Regions from separate parts of the Sus scrofa genome. Here region 2 is linked to region 1. A link is a contact called in public HiChIP or PLAC-seq data. All regions are on one chromosome and are shown on one strand. The core of a region is the stretch at or near the end of the contact, and the rest is flanking DNA. Distances in the headings are between cores, read along the strand shown.

Region 1 (5,711 bases), core at 1,972-4,471:
CGGCCACAGGTGGCTGGGCAGTTGGGGCCCTGGAAGGTCTTGCAGTCACCATTCGGGACCTTCCACATCCAGGTGTTGCCGTCAGCCGTGCCCGCCAGCAGGACAGGTGCCCGCGGGTGCCACTCCATCCACTGGGCAGAAAGAAGGGTTCAGCAAGGAGGCCCCGCATGCTATCTCACCTACAAGTGGGCCCCCGGAGCCGCACTGAGCTTTCCCTGCTCAGAGTCAGCAAGGATGCCCCAGGGAGCAGGCCTGGCACTCCTGCTGTACATCGGGAGCGCCCTGGCTCAGAGCTGGCCGAGCCGGCTCAAGGCAGCCGGGACTCCCCAAGCTCTCACCCCCGCCCCCGGCCCCACGGAGCGGAATCCCACTCTGAAGATCTCACCTCCAGATCTCCCGCTTCAAAAGACCAGACCTCCTCCTTGGTGTCCACCTGCCATACTTTCAAGAGGCCACTCATGTCCCCTGTGGCCACAAGGGTAGAGTCGTGGCTGAAACCGGCACAAGTCACAGAGTCTTTATGGCCTGCAGGGAAGAGTGAGCAGAGAGAAGAGAACGTCAGGGTCTGGTGCCAGAGACACGGGACCCAGGCATCTGGCCCCCAGAAGGGACCAACTGGGATTTAAAAAAAAAAAAAGGATGGGTCCCAGCTGAACCGGTAACCAAACACACAGCTGCTTTAGGAGCCAGCACTCCCCGGTCTCCCACTCAAACAGGCCTGCGTGTTCCCCATTCTGTCCATTCCACATCTCCACCCGAAACACGCACCCACTCCTTTCTGGCCCAATACGCCTTCACCAGTGTCGCCTCCTCCTAGACTCCCTTGGCCCATCTGTGCCTCCCTCTCCTAGACCCACAGGGCTCTGTTCTTTGGGGCCCTTGGGCCAAATGGAGATCAACAAATGGCTGCTGGATGCACAACGGCAGCGGGCCAGCCCCCTAAGCCCCTCCCCCGAACCCCCGCACCTGCACACTCAAAGAGCAGTTCCCCATCGCTGAGCCGCCACACGAAGGCTTTGTCATCCTCGCCCCCTGTCACTGCCAAGGTGTTGGTCTTGGGGTCCAGGCTCACGCAAAACACAGATGCTGTCCCAAGAGATACTCCATGAGTAAGGGGACTGGACTCCCACCTAGGGTTCTGTCCTCTGGGACCTTTGGGAAGCCACCCCCTTCCACCCAGAGCAACACGTCTTTCCTCCTGGAAAAGAAGGGTGCCTCCAAGTTCTTCTCAGCTTCAGGCCTCAGGTTGTTGGAGAAATCCCTCCCCAAGCTTGCCAAACTTGCCAGTCCTCCAGGGCAGAACCCTCCTCTGCTCCCTTGACCACCCCACACTGAGGCCATGGACAAGAGGAGGGTACGTGTCCTGGGCTTACATTTCTCAGCATGGGATGCCACCAAGCTAGGGACTGCGTGAGGAGGGCACTGTGTCACCAATTCCTCACTGAGAACCCCCTAGTGTTGAGGTTCCCATCGTGGCTCCATGGTTAACAAACCCAATTAGTATCCATGAGGTTGAAGGTTTGATCCTTGGCCTTGCTCAGTGGGTTAAGGATCCAGAGTTGCCATGAGCTGTGATGTAGATCGCAACACAGCTCAGATCCCACGTTGCTGTGGCTGCGGGGTAGGACGGAGGCTACAGCTCCGATTCGACCCCTGGCCTTGGAACTTCCCTATGCCGTGGACAAGGCCCTAAGAAGCAAAAAAAAAAAAAAAAAAAAAAAAAAAAAGAGAGAGCTAATGTTTTAAGAGGACTACCAAAAACATGCTCCAAAAGGTACTATTACCTCTAATTCACACTAAAGTAACTTTCACCAATGACAACTGTCGAAAAAAGAAACTAAAACGCAGCGGTGTTGATAAAGATCATACACAGGCAAGCAACAGGGATAGGATTTGAACCCAAGTGTCTCAACTGACTCCAAGAGCCAAGCTCTCCTCCATGCCATCGCACTGCCCCCCTACCCGTGAGCTCCTCCAGGGCAGGGCCAGCATTTTCCCACCTCTGTGTCCCTCATAACGTGCCCTACACAGGGGACGCCTGATGCTCAAGTGCCCACCTGGACCGAGTTTATGACGGACCTCCTCAGGCACCTACCTGAGTGCAATGCAAAGGTGACCTCGCTATCGTCTGGGCCCTCCATGCTGCCGACCACCCCTTCCTGGGGTTCCAGAACCCAGCCCTCCTCATTGCCCTCTTCTTCTTCCTCTTCCTCAAAGTCCACATCTTCCATCTCCTGAGCCAGGTCGTCTGCTTTGGGGAGAGGGTTAAAAGACGAGGCTCGACAGGCGGTAAGTGGGATGCGAAGCGTGGGGAGGCCCGAGGCTGGGGTGGGTCATGTGGCAAGAGAGCAAGGTGAGGTCAGACAGAAGGGGTGAAGAGGCGGCAGGGAGGAGGGGGGGCGTGTGGGACGGAGGACAGGAGAGGTCTGAGGACCTGGGGTTGGCCAGCGACCGTGTGGGAAGGGAGGACCGAGGGGATGATGGGAAGGGGGTGTGTGAGGGGAAGGGCCAGAGGAGGCGTCAGGGGAACCCCCACCCCGGCCAGGCCTGAGAACTAAGTGTGGGGTTGGGGGAGAGAGGAAGGGCGAAGGAGGTCAGTGGGACTGACCGGTGGGGTGGGGGGAGAAGGGGAGGGAGGGGAAGCAAGGGTCAAAGGCCAGGGGTGAGCGCCTCCTGTCCCATGGCCTGAGGATCAGCAGCTCTCACCCGGGTCCGGCGGACCGGGATCCAGTTCTACCACCTCGATAATCTCTTCATCACCATGGAAGCTTAGGGTCTCCAGTGGGGGGTGTCAGCGGCAGCCCCGCTTTCCGATTCAGACTCCATGCGGCGCAAGCGGCGGATCCACTTCTCTGGGCCCAAACGCCTCCCAGAGTCAGCTCTGCGCGACGACGCGGAACTCGAGCCCCTCCTCCCGGGAGGAAGTAGGAGTAGGCGACCACCCGGCAGAGAGAGCGACGGCCTCTCGACCAATAGCGAAGGGGGTGGACTCGCTGAACCACCAATCACAGGGCAGAGTTGGGAGAAGAGCCCGGGGCGTGGTCGGGGGAACCCAAACTCCGCCCGGCCTGACTCCGCCCCCAACAGGAGAGAAACAAGCGAGCGTGCGCGCCTCCGGGGTCTCCTGGGAAGAGTAGTTCTCCTGGGTCCGCTCCGCAGGCTTCTGGGAAATGTAGTTTCTGATCTGTAGGACAGACGGAAGGAGCGGGGGAGGCCCCTTACGCAAACTACAATTCCCGGCGGGGAGCGCGGTGAAGGGGGGTGGGATCTGAACATGGCGGCGGTGGTAGCTGCTACGGCGCTGAAGGGCCGGGGGGCGAGAAATGCCCGCGTCCTCCGGGGTAAGGAGAGGGACCCTGGGGAGGGTAGGACTGCAGGGGATCCCTTTTTTTTCACATCTCGCTCAGTGATAGCGGAAGGTCAGGGTGTTGTTTGCTGCCTGCACCCCTCTGCAGGATCTTAAAGAGTCAGGGGGCTAAAAGATGCTGTCTAGAGGTCACCCACTCCATCCCCTCAGCCTTCCGGTTACACCGTAACTCTGGAGTCTTGGAGCGAAAGGGAGCCCCGAGGAAGCCTTCTAGACTCCCGCGTTCTAGATGTTTCACACTCACCGCAGTGCAGAGGAAAGAGCCCTGGGCTTCTGAAGGCTTGGGTTCTAGCCACGGATAATTAGCAGTTTGACCTTGGGCGAAGCAGTTCGTCTCTCGGGGCGTCAGTTTCCTCTTCTATAAAATGAGGGGATGGAGTAGACTACCTTTACGCTCCCTTCCAGTACTAACATTCTGCAGTTTGGAAACCTTTTCTCGGATTTCCTTCATACGCCTCTTGTGAGCCCCACTGCAGTCCTTCACATCCTGCCGTCTGAAATGAAGAACAGCGAAGCTCGCTCTCCTGGCACCGGGGTGATGAGCCCGCAGTGACGTGGAAGTGGCTTTCAAAGGTGCCACCTCGATGGCAATTTTCCCATTTCCCTCTGGACTCTCCCTGGCACTTGTTACTCCAGACCGCAGTCACTCCCCTTCCTCAGATCACAACCACTCCTCCCCGGGATTCCTTCTCATCCTCTCTCACTGACTTTCCTTGCCTCCATCCACAGGGATTCTCTCAGGAGCCACAGCTAACAAGGCTTCCCAGAACAGGACCCGGGCACTGCAAAGCCAGAGCTCCCCAGAGTGCAAGGAGGAGCCTGAACCCCTACCCCCTGAGCTGGAATACATTCCCAGAAAGAGGGGCAAGAACCCCATGAAAGCTGTGGGACTAGCCTGGTGAGTTTTAACCCTTTGCCCACCAATGGGGAGTGGCACCAGGGGAGGGTGGGACCCAGAAACTTCTCCAAGTTTCAGGTGGTGAGCTGAATCCAAGGTTGTGGAGACAGAATTGCTGGATGTGAGCATGGGCCTCTCAGAGGACTGGGGCAGGGGAGGTGGGAAAGTATGTGGAATTGGAGAGACAAGTAGGTTTTGTGTGGCGTAAATTGAGCTAATTTGATTGAGATTTGGGTCCCTGGCCTCATCCTCTCTTTGGGGAGCTTGGGGTGAGAGCCAGTTGAGCTCTTTGAGAAAATCGAACTCCCACGAGATTATGTTAGTTGTATAGTAGCAGCACCTACAAGGTGTTCAGTGCATTGTTATTTGGATCTGACGCTGATTTTAGTACGTATTATTGACTAATGTTAAAAGAAAAGGAGGGGGAAATTAACATTTTTTCCAGCACCTGAGGTGTGCCAATACTTTACAGTGTAATGTTTTAGTCTTTCCAAAATAAGTGTGACATCCCCATTTCACAGATGAGGGAACTGAGGCTCAGAGCTGGATTCTCACCAGATCTTGTGACTCCTTGCCTTTAACCTGCACAGAAGTACCTCCCACGTAGCGGTTACTCAGGTTAAAAATGGGAGTCTGGGAGCGGGTGTGGGGCGGTTCAGGCAGAGGGAATCTTTGCCAAGACCTGGAGAGGGGAAGAGGATGGGCTACCTGAGGAACCCTACACAGTCCCGAGGGCAGGGTGGCAGGGCTTATGCTGGGGAGTGTCAGGCTCAAGAGGAGAGAAATGACAAGGTAGACAGAGACCCAGCCACATTAGGCCTTTTGTGCTATGCCTAGGAATGCGAATTTGGCCAGGAAGTGATGGAGAGCTGTTAATAGGGTTTTGAGCAGGGCAGTGGTAGGATCCGAATCAAGCGGGGCCCTCCAGCAGCCAGCACAGAGGCTGAGTAGACACATGTGATATATTGCAGTGTTTGTGCAAGCTGAGGATTCTCCCCAGCTCCTCTGGCTCAGGCTTGGCCCCTCCCCCAATCCCATGCACATCTCCCCACCCCTAGGGCCATCGGCTTCCCCTGTGGTATCCTCCTCTTCATCCTCACCAAGCGGGAAGTGGACAAGGACCGTTTGAAGCAGATGAAGGCTCGGCAGAACATGCGGGCATCCAACACGGGCGAGTATGAGAGTCAGAGGTTCAGGGCCTCCTCCCATCATGCCCCGTCTCCTGAAGCTGTGTCCGGGGTGCAGTCGTGAGGAACACTGCAACCCTCCCCTAGACTGTGGCCTCCCAACTGTCAAGTCCTTTGGCTTTGGCCATGATTCTGGTCCTTGCCTCTGAGGCCCACCAGAGGGCGCATGAAGCCCAGGCTGCTGCCGGCCCTACCCTTCCCCTCCCTAGAAACCAGCCGAAGGCAAATAAAGTTACTGAGTGTTTGAGTGGAAAGGAAC
Region 2 (5,711 bases), core at 2,133-4,632, 89 kb after region 1:
AGAATGAAACCACCACCAGCATCGATGTTTGTAACAGAAAATGCACTTGGAAGAACTGACAGTGACCAGCATTTTTTTTTTTTTTTTTTTTTTTTTTTTTTTGCCATTTCTTGGGCCACTCCCGCAGCATATGGAGGTTCCCAGGCTAGGGGTCAAATCGAAGCTCTAGCCGCCGGGCTACACCAGAGCCACAGCAACGCAGGATCTGAGCCGCGTCTGGAACCTGCACCACAGCTCACGGCAATGTTGGATCCTTAACCCACTGAGCAAGGCCAGGGATTGAGCCTGCAACCTCACGGTTCCTAGTCGGATTCGTTTAACCACTGAGTCACAACAGGAACTCCTGTGACCAGCATTTTGGAACCCCATTTACAAATGCAACTATGCAGATTTCTGGAGCTCCAGCTCATGGACACTCTGCTCTTAGTCATTATACCTACTGTCTCTTCTGTAAGTTAGAGGTTGTGTAGGGTACTGAGTAATTATTAATCCATTACACTCACCATGTTCCTAACTACAGCAAAGGCCCCCCAAAGGTGCAAAGAGGAAGACCCTGTCTCAGAGCCCTCCAGCGAAACAGAACCAATAGAAAAGATAGATAGGAGCTCCCGTTGTGGCTCAGCAGAAACAAACTTGACTAGTATCCGTGAGAATGCAGGTTTGATCCCTGGCCTCGTTCAATGGGTTAAGGATCTGGCGTTGCGGTGAGCTGTGGGGTAGGTCCCGGACATGGCTTGGATCTTGCGTTGCTGTGACTGTGGTACAGGCTGGCAGCTGCAGCTCCGATTCAACCCCTAACCTGGGAACTTACACATGCTGTGGGCGTGGCCCTAAAAAGACAAAAAAAAAAAAAAAAAAAAGAGAGAGAGAGAGAAAGAAAAAGAAAAAAGAAAAGATAGATAATAAATAGATAGATGATAAAAGGATAGCTGGATAGGAATTGACTCATGCAAGTATAGAAACCCCAAGACTTTGAGAAGTCCCAAGATTTGCAAGCTGGAGCCCCAGAAGAGCTAATGATATAAATTCCAGTCCAAGCCAAGTGTGAAGACAGAAGACCTATGTCCAGTTCAAAGACAATCAGCAGGGAGAGATTCTCCCTTCCTCAGCATTTTCCTGTCTTGAGATCTTCAGTGGGTTGGATGAAGTTCACTCACATTAAGGAGAAAAATCTGCTTTACTGTTGTTCCATTCAAATATTAACCTCCTCCTAAAAGCACCCTCACAGACACACTCAGAATAACCAGGAACCCCATGGCCCAGTCAAGTAGATACAATCAATCTGACTAGTATCCATGAGGATGAGGGTTCGATCCCTGGCCTCACTCAGTGAGTTAAGGATCCAGCATTACTGTGAACTCTGGTGTAGTCACAGATGCAGCTCGGATCCTGTGGCTGTGGTGTAGGCTGGCAACTGCAGCCCTAGCCTGGGAACTTCCAAATGCTGGGGATGTGACCCTAAAAAGACCAAAAAAAAAAAAAATCAAACCATCACAACTCCCCCCACCCCGTGCCCCCCCCACCTTCAGCCACCCCCACATGAGCCCAAGGTAGTGATTGCAAAGGTGCAGAAACCCTAGAGGTCAGGGATGGTGACAGTACCTTGAGCCACAGACTCGCACAGTGACAAATGCTGCTGCTGCTCTCTGCTCACTCACCCACGTTCACCCCTCTTCCCACATTTCTGCCTCTCCAGTCCCTCCAACCGCCCCCATCAATGAGGAGATGGGAGATGAGCTGCACCCCACCCCCGACCCAACATCCTGGGTCCTCAAAACTTTGGTTCAGGTTTTTGACTCAACAGGGGGCACAGCCTGGCTCAGATCTAGTCTGGGCATGAGAACCTGCCCCTGTTTTCTCTGGGTTCTAAGGTCCCAGACTTTGGAGTTGGAAACTCCGTGACAATGTGAGCTGTAAATCTTCGTGGCAGAAAAGAAAGGCTACAGGATAGAGGACAAGAGTGGGCATGGCAGAGAGATGGCTGTGAAGGAGGGGGGTGTGGGGAGCACAGGAGCTGGCAGCTGGTGAGCAGAAGAAATTGGGAGCTGAAAGGTCTAGAGGTTACAGACAGATGGATTCCTCAAGTGGAATCCAGCCCATAGGAACGTTTGTTTAGATTATACAATATTTTTATTTATTTATTTAGTCTTTTTAGGGCCACACCCATGGCATAGGGAGGTTCCCAGGCTAGGGGTCGAATTGAAGCTATAGCTGCTGGCCTGCACCATAACCACAGCAACACCAGATCCAAGCCACGTCTGTGACCTACACCACAGCTCACGGCAACACTGGATCCTTAACCCACTGAGCAAGGCCAGGGATCAAACCCGCATCCTCATGGATACTAGTCAGGTTTGTTAACCACTGAGCCACCATGGGAACTCCATAGATTATACAATATTGTTGAAACACTTGAGCCTGGTGTTCAAAAAGCATGTGTTGTATCGAATTCCAAGATTTCCAGCATCCTTGGCAAATCAGAAGATGTGGTGACAGTGGACCCCCATTCCCCACATGACAGCTGGCTGCAATTCTGTGAGCACTGCCCTCTCTAGAAGGTATGACCTTTATTTCGCTAGAGTCTCCACCACTCCCTATTGCCCTCCACCACCAAGGCTCAGCATCATTATCATTCCGCACTGAGCTAGCACTGTTTTTCCTGTTCCCAACCTGTCTCATGGTTTATCTTCCCTGCCTGGCCTCCTTGGACGCCTAAACTTGTGACCTCTTAACTAGTCTGAGCCCTTCATTTAACAGAAGAAATAAGCTCAGAGGCAGGACAGGATCTGGTGACAACGTCAAATGGATCCATGGTAGAAGCAAGACCAGAATTCCAGGACCCTCTTCTTCAGAGGACCTCCTTAGCCTGGAACTTCAATGCATGTCCCCGTGGCCGGGCTTGGAAGGTCTTTTCCTTTGTGGCACTCCTAGGTGGTCATGGGGACTCCCTCCCACCCATTAGGCCAACCTGCTGCCATAGGACCCAAGGTCAAAAAGGAAAAGGGCCTGTTTGTGTGGCGCTGGAGGGTTAGTCGTGTGATCTAGACGTGAATGCTCAAGTGGCAGGAAGCGTCTGAAATCAGAGCTAACTTGGGAGGCAGAAAACTCGGGGTTCCCGGAAGGGAGCCAGAGGGTGGTGCGAGGCTCACGCCAGGAGGGGAATGAAAGCCTGTTCTGTGGCCACCCAGACCCTTCCGTCAGAGCTGGCCACTTCTGCCTTTGGAAAGTGTTTCACAATGCCCCGGGCATGTGTGAGGACAGCCAAGTTGAGCTGAAGATGCGTAAAAGGCTATAGACCCACACACTCACCGGTTCCCAGAGAGGACGGGTGGACCAGAGAGCCACCCAGCACACCACTCACACAGAGAGCATCTGAGTCTGTGGTCCTCATGACAGGTGAGTAGCCCCCTCTGTCCAGGGACAGAGCCTGGATTGGAGCAGGAGGAGAGCATCAGGAGGGGCAAGGGAAGCCCCAGGTCCCCTGTGGGAGTCCTGGTCTTGACCACAATTCTGGACAGGAGCCTGGGGTCAGGCGCTTCACGTTGCCAAGGGCAGAGCCTCCCCCTGCCTCATCTCTGTGGGTTTGGAACCTCTGGGGTTTCCCTGGAAGCTGGAGGCAGGGATGAGACCAAAGGACACACACGTTGGCGTCAGTCTTCCCTGCTCAGAGCCCATGCCCTCTCCACATCCTCTGTGGCAAGAGGCCATCAGGATCTGGGGACCTCTGCATTCACATGGAAGGAGAGGAATCCAGAAGGCTCTGCTTCTCACACATCTTCTGGAAGGTCTGGTCGAGGGATGGATGTGATGGACTGAAGAAAGAAATCAAGGGCTCCTATTCAGCTGGGGCTTCATTTGCTTTCGCCCTGCCACCAGAAACAGGCAGGTCACTCACCAAGGCTCTTGGGGCCCCTGGCAGGTGACACAGGCCCCCCAAAGCAGAGCAGAACCCAATATGGCTCCATCTCCAGCTCACCGAGTCCAGGGCCACCACAAGTACCTCCCGGAGGGACCTACCTGAGTGAGAAGATCCCCATCCCGAATGCAGAACCGGTGAGAATGCTGGAAACTTCCTGGGGTCTTTTAGGATGGATAGGATCCCATGGGATCTCTCTGGCCAAGGGAGGGAGGTCCCCCGAAGACCAGGGCAAGTCCCTTCCAGATGGAGAGTGGTAACTGCCGTCTTCCTGTTTCTGTCCCCAGTGTTTGGCTGGGGTGCTGACAATTTGTCTAAAAATCACCAGGCAGCTTTTTGAACAAATCTGAACTTTCCTGGGAAGGGAAAGGGACCTGGGGTGCATTGAGATTGGAGCCTTGAGGATTTGTTGTAACTTTGAAGGAAAGGAGGCAGACTAAGGCATCAGGAGATGTGGAACTTGCGGGCTGGCTTCTAGGGCAGTGTTCCCTTGCATTGCCAGAATCTTTAGCAGATGCCCAGGCTGCCAGACCTAGCCCTGGAATGGGGGTGGGAAGACCCTAAGCTCAGGGGACTTCAGAGAGAAGAACCTGTGGTCTGAGAAGGGGCTGGGGAAGGAGGAGCTGGGCCACAAAAGCCTGACCCAGGGAAGCTCCCCTTCGGGCTCTGAGGATCTCCTGAGTCAGGGCTGGCGTGGGGTCAGATGTAGGCCACAGACACTGAAGCATCCAGAAAGCTGATCTGCCGTGACTCAGCAAACCCTGAGGTTTTCCCACCTGCATGCTCCACTCACCCGCAGGCCTGGCAGCTCCAGGAATGGGGAATGGAGGACAGGACTGGCCAACCTGGGCCAGTGAGCCCAGGGTGGGGTGGGGGTGGGGCGTGGTGGGGGGACTCAGCTGGGGGAGCTGGTCCAGGCCAACTGCCCCCACCCTTTTGCCCAGGACCTCTCACACTCCGTCCTCCCCACCCCGACCACAGGGCACATTCAGCCTCCGCAAGCTGTGGGCCTTCACCGGGCCCGGCTTCCTCATGAGCATTGCTTACCTGGACCCGGGAAACATCCAGTCGGATCTTCAGGCTGGCGCTGTGGCTGGATTCAAAGTGATCAAGTCGGGGCACCGTGGGCGGCGGGGGGGGGGACCAGATGGGTGGAGACCGCCAGTTTGCCACATTTCCCCAAGGTGGCGTACATGGCTCGTGTTCCTGGGAGCAGGTGTTGTTCAAATGGGCCAGAAAGGGGTCCCCAGGGAAGCCCTACCAGAGTGTGTGTGTGTGGGGGGGTCTTCTCGCTCCATCTTCCCCACTCTCTCCTCAGGGAGTGTCCTTACTTAGTGGGTACCAATAGCTCGGGGCTTCTTGGGGACTGGTCCCTCTGGCTGACGGCCTCTCCCCGACTTCTCACAGCTGCTCTGGGTGCTGCTGTGGGCCACGGTGTTGGGTTTGCTCTGCCAGCGACTTGCTGCCCGGCTGGGCGTGGTGACAGGCAAGGACTTGGGTGAGATCTGCCATCTCTACTACCCTAAGGTGAGCTTGCTGCACATGGACAGGAAGCATCCGTAGGCTCAAAACCCCAAGAGCCAGGAGTTCCTGTCAGGGTGCAGTGGTGAACGAATCCGACTAGGAACCATGAGGTTGCGGGTTTGATCCCTGGCCTTGCTCAGTGGGTTAAGGATCCGGCATTGCCATGAGCTGTGGTGTAGTTTTCAGACGGGGCTCGGATCCCGCATCGCTGTGGCTCTGGTGTAGGCTGGCGGCTACAGCTCCAATTTGACCCCTAGCCTGGGAACCTCCA

The links. HiChIP or PLAC-seq counts read pairs in DNA pulled down with a chosen protein or histone mark.
Region 2: a contact with region 1 is called in an H3K27ac HiChIP or PLAC-seq map of skeletal muscle. The contact joins the promoter of SLC11A1 here to the promoter of PNKD in region 1. A contact is called at or near these places in 1 of 5 promoter capture datasets (fetal liver), 10 of 47 Hi-C or Micro-C datasets (alveolar macrophages, embryonic fibroblasts, epiblast stem cells and 4 more) and 2 of 2 datasets of contacts at active chromatin or transcription factors (alveolar macrophages and skeletal muscle).

The regions. Positions count from the first base shown.
Region 1 is chr15:120,342,320-120,348,030 of Sscrofa11.1, forward strand. It overlaps PNKD (probable hydrolase PNKD), which reads left to right and starts at 3,222. Exons shown (of 10, transcript XM_021076195.1): 1 at 3,222-3,341; 2 at 4,097-4,265. The coding sequence starts at 3,275. AAMP (angio-associated migratory cell protein) reads right to left here and starts at 3,132. Exons shown (of 12, transcript XM_021076200.1): 1 at 2,793-3,132; 2 at 2,707-2,790; 3 at 2,096-2,248; 4 at 967-1,086; 5 at 386-525; 6 at 1-131. The coding sequence starts at 2,826.
Region 2 is chr15:120,430,718-120,436,428 of Sscrofa11.1, forward strand. SLC11A1 (solute carrier family 11 member 1) reads left to right here and starts at 3,383. Exons shown (of 15, transcript NM_213821.2): 1 at 3,383-3,396; 2 at 3,920-4,053; 3 at 4,898-5,020; 4 at 5,324-5,443. The coding sequence starts at 3,390.